2 separate regions of the Gasterosteus aculeatus genome follow, and region 1 is linked to region 2. The links are chromatin contacts, called in public Hi-C maps. All regions are on one chromosome and are shown on one strand. The core of a region is the stretch at or near the end of the contact, and the rest is flanking DNA. Distances in the headings are between cores, read along the strand shown.

The links. Hi-C and Micro-C count contacts between places; a contact is called where the count stands out from the background.
Region 1: a contact with region 2 is called in a Hi-C map of skeletal muscle, with 1.9 times the contacts expected there. The contact joins two enhancer-like sites. A contact is called at or near these places in 2 of 6 Hi-C or Micro-C datasets (liver and skeletal muscle).

The regions. Positions count from the first base shown.
Region 1 is chr4:4,545,514-4,548,979 of fGasAcu3.hap1.1, forward strand. glra1 (glycine receptor, alpha 1) reads right to left here. Exons shown (of 9, transcript XM_040174385.2): 8 at 3,441-3,466. Among protein-coding and RNA genes, the nearest start is that of g3bp1, 20 kb to the left of the region's middle. Within about 2 kb of position 1,723, at least 1 of the 9 cell types and tissues checked has open chromatin away from gene starts, as enhancers often do.
Region 2 is chr4:4,482,456-4,486,242 of fGasAcu3.hap1.1, forward strand. It overlaps mtnr1al (melatonin receptor type 1A like), which reads left to right. Exons shown (of 2, transcript XM_040175323.2): 2 at 1-2,689. The coding sequence ends at 678. Among protein-coding and RNA genes, the nearest start is that of mtnr1al, 10 kb to the left of the region's middle. Within about 2 kb of position 1,851, at least 1 of the 9 cell types and tissues checked has open chromatin away from gene starts, as enhancers often do.

The DNA of each region.
Region 1 (3,466 bases), core at 473-2,972, 63 kb after region 2:
ATTCGTCCATTCCATCCGTCCTTCCTAATTATAACCCCCCTCCGACCTTCTCCCTGCTTCTCCCCCGGTGTCACTGATCGATGAGGCATCGGGGCAGAAACCCCAGAAAACCTCTCATCACAAAGCCTCCACGCATTAAACGGATGCAAATTTGTCATTATTACATAAATTAAGGTTTCCTGCAGTGGTTCCTCTACCATCATATCAGCCCCCCCCCCCATAACGATGCATGACTATTTCTCCATCCCATTAAGGTCAACGGAAGGCGTCCCGGTTCTGCTATTTCCTACGGGAGCAGCAGGAGATACAACAGGAAGGAACGACGATAAAAAAAACACCAAAGATCCGTTTTGGTCTCTTATTCCGTCTCCACGTCCCCCGAAATGGATTTAAGTCACATCAAGCTCTCACAACATACAAAGCATGTTATGTGTGGGGAACGCTCAATGTGGTGAGGGGACACGGTCTCTCCTGAATGGAAATTCTGCCAATAAGACTAAAAATGCAAACGTTTGTTTCACTGGACAGTAAATCCTCCGTTGGTGGGGGGTGAACCTGACTGATGGCCCCCTGAGAGCCGTAATGGAGGTCCGTGGATCACATTAGAGTCACATTAGGACGGGCCAGAGAGCTTAATTAAGAGTCTCTCCCTCTCTCCTTCTTATTGAGGGAGGGGGGGCATTTAGGTTTATTCATTGTTGAATAAAAGTCCAGAGGTGCTGAATTCAAAACTGTTTTAGGCTTTTGAATAATCCCTACATTTGGAGCACATTATACAAACCTCTCGGCAAAATTTAAATAGCTCAAATATTCGCCTGTGTTTCCTCAGAAGTCCTCTTTCGAGAGGAAAACACCTGTTGCTCTCAAGGTCGGGAAGAGTTGAGGTTGCACGGCGAGTTTATTTGTTAAGAACGCTGTTGGGGTTGAATTCAGTTTTTCTTTACATGCCTGACCGTTTCTATCATGGATTGAACCACAGTCCAATGAGGAAGACACAAAGTCAAACATTGTAAAATCTTAAACTGCGCCAAATGTTACTTTTATTACTCTCTACATTTCATGCACATAGATAGTTCGGCTCCGCGTCGATGACGTCAAAGTGGTTTTTAATTCAAATCTAGAAGGTGTCCCACTGAAGGTTGGTTTCAATCTGACATTAATAAACAAAGTGTTCTGTGGGTCACGTTTGTTTCTGCTGCTACAGGTTGATGAGGCAGCGTATTGGTGAAAAGCCTGGAGATGTTTGTCCTCTCCGTATCTGCATCCTGTGGCGCCGCGTCCGTTTTCTCATAAAATCTTCATCTTCGGTCTTTAATTTGCACGTTTCCCGCCGTGCAGAGGGGCAGAAGTAAGTGCTTAAGTGTGAGCTCGCACACCACCGCCTCCCCGCCGCATGTTCAGGGAGAAGAACCCCTGGTGGATAAATCACACAGACAGCGGTCACCCGGACTCACCTCGGGCCTGGAAAAGCCCGTCGGTCACGTGGCGCGACCGACACTAAAACAAAAAGCTTAGCTCCTGCCCTCAATTCACGGCAGCGAAGGAAAGGAGGCAAAAAAAAAAAAGAAGCTCTCAGGTGTAAAAAAAACAACCAAAACGCTGACGTCGGCGGACCAAACGAGCTCCCTTTGACGAAACCCAGATGACGTAACGGAGCGCCGGCCTAATTTCACCTCCCAGCCTCCGTCGTGTGTAACAGGGGAAGAGAGAATAAACCGTGCAGAAGCTTGTTGGGATGTGGGTCGATCCGGAGCCCGGCGCCATCTCTGCACATTCACCTGGAAGTGCAGCGGCAGCCGGACGGCTAATCCGCCTCTTCAGCCCCATCGCGGCTCAGGGGATTACAACAACAGGATTTACGGTTTAGACTTTTTTTCATATATATATATATTTGTCTTTTTTTTTTTTTTGTGCCTCTCCCCCTCCAGGATTTTTGATCAAACCCGGCGCCACCGTCGTCTACGATTATGTCTGACGTGTCTTCTCCCAACCTAGGGGGCGGGGTCCTCTCAGGTGGTCACGAGATGAATCACAGCGGTCGCCAGGGGAAATGACAGTTTTGTTGTAGTTGCTGAGCAGGATATGCCAATAAAAACAGCAGCTATAATCAGTTTAAGCCTGCAGCTTTTCAATCACACATGTTGTTGTTTCTTTACCTTTGATCGGATGCCGTATTGTCCTTTATTATGTGGACATTTTTTAAGGAACAAAATAAATTACTGCTACTACTCTAAATTCTTATAATTACTACACGGTCTGTTTAGTGACAATTCAGAAGTTTTTGATCATGAAACATGATACTCATAAGCATAAATAGTTATGCATAATATAGTCTTTACTTATTCATTGATTTTAAATATATTTAAGGACATCCCCCCTAGTATTTGTAGACATTTCATAGAGAAGAATATAGCCACACTAAGTCAAACATACCCAGGATCCTCTCTCCATCCTTCACCCTAAACGTCCTCCCTCCACAGCAGCGCCGTCACTTTCCCGGACTTGCGAGGACACTCGATCTTCGCGATTCCAGAAACTCTCCAACGTGCTCACACGCGCTAAAACGTGTCGAATGCAATCAAGCAGCTGCAGCCGCGGCAGCACGAACACATGCCCTACAACGGCGAAATGCACGACAGCACTCACGGAGGCACTCATGCATCCTCACCGGCTGTAAGGATACGGTCTCTCCATTTCACATGCACGCACACACACACACACACACACACACACACACACACACACACACACACACACACACATACACACACACACACACACACACACACACACACACTCACACACACACACACACACACACACACACACACACACACACACACACACACACAGGACTGTACGTACTGTTCACTGCAGGCTCATTGTTACATTTCTTGTGGGTGTTTTTCTTGTCCTCTACCTTCGCACACACACAGACACACACACACACACAATCAACCATCTCTTCAACATTCCTTGCAGGCCTGACAGCTTTACTCCTTATTCAATGCAGCAGCTTCGGGCTGATGAATCCAACCAGACAAGTAGAATTGATTGATTAAATGCTTTAAAGGCAAAACAAACCAGAGAAAGCGGAGGAAGAGAGAAGAGAAGCCCTGATGCATCTCAGCGCTGCGTCTTGACGTTGTGCTTTGTCATTTTTACTAAATATATCCAAGTCAGTTTAAGGGGGAATTAAATAAACGGACATATTTCCAGGTCTCCACTTTGTCTTTGTTACATAAAAAGCGCGCTTCTCAGTGAGGAGGATGGTAAATGTGTTTTGGATCTCAAAGAGACAGAGACAGGTTGTTGGTCATCACCAAGTTTACGAGCATCAGTGCTGGATGAAGCTTTGTTTACACATTCGTACAAACAAGCATAAAGAGTGTCAATCATTTGGCATTTGCAGCTGCTGTCTTAGAGGCAGAGGCGCTCACCTTCTCGTGTCGTCGCCTCCGTCTGA
Region 2 (3,787 bases), core at 601-3,100:
TGGATCGCCGGCTACATCCATTGTCAGATCAGCGGCTTCCTGATGGGCCTCAGCGTCATCGGCTCCATCTTCAACATCACAGGAATCGCCATCAACCGCTACTGCTACATCTGCCACAGCCTCAAGTACGACAAGCTCTTCTCCAACGGCAACACCATGTGCTACGTGGTGCTGGTCTGGGCGCTCACCATCCTCGCCATCGTGCCAAACTGGTTCGTGGAGTCGCTGCAGTACGACCCGCGGGTGTACTCCTGCACCTTCGCCCAGTCGGTCAGCTCGCTGTACACCATCACGGTGGTGGTGGTGCACTTCATCCTGCCCATCGCCATCGTCAGCTACTGCTACCTGCGCATCTGGATCCTCGTCATCCAGGTGAGGAGGCGGGTCAAGCCCGACTCGCGGCCGAAGATCAAGCCGCACGACATCCGCAACTTCCTCACCATGTTTGTGGTGTTCGTGCTCTTCGCCGTCTGCTGGGCGCCGCTGAACCTCATCGGCCTGGCGGTGGCGCTGGACTCCAGGCTGAGCCGGGCGATACCGGAGTGGCTATTCACGGCCAGCTACTTCATGGCGTACTTCAACAGCTGCCTCAACGCCGTGGTCTACGGCGTCCTGAACCACAACTTCCGGAAGGAGTACAAGAGGATCGTCATGATCATCTTCAAGTTTCACTGCTGAGACGGCCGGAGGGATCTGGGCCTCGTTGTTCAGCTTTTGTGACGGGAGTATGTTATTAGAAATAAAATCTTCACCTCGACAAAGAGAGGAAGAGAAAACAAATACAAGGTACCGCATTAAGCAAAAAGGACAAATACTTGGAGGTAGCTGGAGGTGAAGAGGAGGAGAGATAGGCAGAGGAGAGAGACAAAGTGAAATAAACGATGCCATACAGTTATCAGTGATGCCTTCAGGGAACTCGAGAGACTTTGCAGAGGTAGTCGGAGAGAGAGGGCTTATCACGACTCCTTTTGGTTCTTTTTTGTGAAGTCATACTGTAATTTGTTGTTGGGTTTTACAAACCTTCTGATCATTGTATTTCTGTAAGCGGCGTAGCATTAAAGCATCATGGGATCAGCAAGCTAAGAGAAGGGCCACTACTTAGTTAGCTGGCTGGCTAACTCCACCATGCATAAACGCTGCTACGGCGCAGGTGTGTCGCTTCCAATGTTCCCCTGCCTCATCGCCCGCCAGCTGACGTTAGCCTAGCTAGCTAGCTACCAAGCTAACTACCCAGCAATCTGTCTCAAGAACTGCGTTTTCCCTCCTCCTGGCGAGCTGCACTGTTGTTGTCACCATGACCACGGCCAGTTGCTAACCCATTAATGTGAATGGCGTAAGGTCTACCTCGCAATCATCGAGACTCTCCGGTACGATCAGGGCTCTTTATGGACGAGACATTGAAAGTTCAGGACTTGACCGTTGGTACCAACATGTGGGACGGACACCGCCGGTCAGTGGTGCTTTGTCAAGTCTTTCATCCTCTGGGAACTTTCTCACCTCATCGGCCTCTTCTATCTGGGACTAAAAACTCTCTGCGTTGATCAAACATGAAGACTTTTTCTCGCACCTGGAGGCGTCCGGGTATTCGGCACCTAAGTGGAAAAAAGAAAATCCGGCCTCGCTGCGGTTTAAAAGCAATACCCTTTCATTTCAACCTTAGAGGCTGTTCTTTTCAGGTCGCAAAAAGCACTTAATTACACATGAAAATATACCATCAAATCAACATCAAAACAAAGAAGAGACGTTATTATGTCCTGAAGAGTGTTTCGACCGCTCACTGTTGCACGCTGCTGGAAAGTGGAGGCTGAATGTTGCTTTTCTGGTGAGTAAGCGGGTGTCTCCACTGTGTGTGTGGATCAAGCTGCTCTGGGACCAGTTAGACCACCGAGGACCTCACACAGGGCCGAGGTGTCGGAGGGAATGTGTGTGAAATGTTGCCGCTCCCAAACCCAGTGAGGATTTTTTTGGCGGGGATTTAAATGCTCTTTATTACCCAGACGGCCTTGACTGGATCATTTGTAGAGCACAGCGTGAGAGGGCTTTTGTTTTACGGAGCCAGGTCAGATGTTTCTGTGTTTCCACATGCTAAGCTAACCAGCTAAGGACTCGTGTTCGCTTCACGGAACTGGACATGGATTATCGATGTAAACATATAACGCTTCCACAAACTATATCTCTTCAATAAACGGATTTACTCGGTGAAAGGTTAGAATGGAATTTTGAACAAATGGACAGTTTGGCCATTTCTTTAAATTAAAGTAATAGTTTGGGATTAGCATGGATTAGCACATTCGTTAAAATGATTTGTTAATAAATATAAAAAGTTTCAATTGCATAGATGACTAGATTTCAGTATTGAATTAAAATTATTTAAATATATTGAAACAAGGGACATAGATGTCTCAACTTAAAATGTTAAAAAATCTTTTACCTGTAGTTTTTTCTTTCTAAAAATCAATGCAATAGATTGAGCTTGCCGTTATTTTTGTGTTTGAAAAAAAAATGTAGTTATATATGAAAAAAATGGGAAGCCAACAGTCGACAAGAATGTACCGGTTGTCCTTTCATACGCTGTTTTTTTGCACATCACCTTGAAGAATGTTTCCTCTGAACGTTTGTAACGTTAATGAGACACAAAGACGCCAACAAGCCCCAAAAACATGTCTTAATAAAAAGAAGGTTAACTGTGTCGCTTCTTTGTTTACGAGTGTGCTCACTGAGAAGGCAACACACAATCTTTAGCTCGCTCATATTGTTCTATAGATATTTTCAGCTCGCGTTGAATGTTTGACAGTGACATTAACATCAGATCTTAATGTGCGGGGGGATTTTAAGAGGAAAATGTGGATCAATTAAAACATTTAACACAACTCAGAAAGGCAGTAGAAAATCAAACGGAACTTATTCCAGCTAACAAGTTTTTTTCCCCAGAGAACAGACATTTTGAAAAGACGTGTAGGCAGGTAAACAATTTGTAAAGCTTTATAGTTTGAGGTGTAGAGTGTTTTTTGCTATTTCAATTCAATAACGGAGTTAAAAAGTCTACATTTGGCGTTTTGATACGTACATCCCTTCTCTTTGTGTTTCCATCCCTCAAGGTCAAATGAACGTCTCACGTAGCGATCCGCTTTCTCTCTACTGAGCGCGCACACACACACACACACGCTATCCCTGCTCCCTCCTGTTGCTGCGGTAACGGGGCGATGCGAGGGGCAGTTGGTCAGTAGGGAGGAGTTTTCTGCCTGAGTGTTTTCACAGTAGGAGACCAGATGAGCGAGAGACAAAGAAAAGAGAAATTCAGGTAGAGGCTTAAAATGAGGTCAGTGTGCTTCCTGCTTATTCCAGCACTGTGAATTCAAGGGGAGTCCATTATTATTTAATTGTGCAAATAAAATAAAAAACCTCTCCATGCTCTGTAGACCGAGCACTCGGTTGGTATCAATTGGACAGAATGAAGCCGGAAGAACCATCCAAGTGGCAGTGACCTCCCTCCGGTCTATTTACCTCTGGACGGGATTGTCTCCTTTCATTAGGATGGCCCACAAATTCCATATTTTAAAAAAAGCGCCAATGTCTTTTGCCCCATTTTCAGAGAGGTAGATATAGAACCATCTACGTAGAACCATGAAGTTTGTAGCTCTGTCTTAAAGCATCCCGGCACTACTAAATTGTACTAAATGCACTATCAACTTGCTTACGTTTGCTGAGGTAATTGATCAAGAGAGAAGGGATTTTCTCGAGTAGTCGCCCCCCTGGTGGTCACTATAGAGAACGCAGCTTTATGACG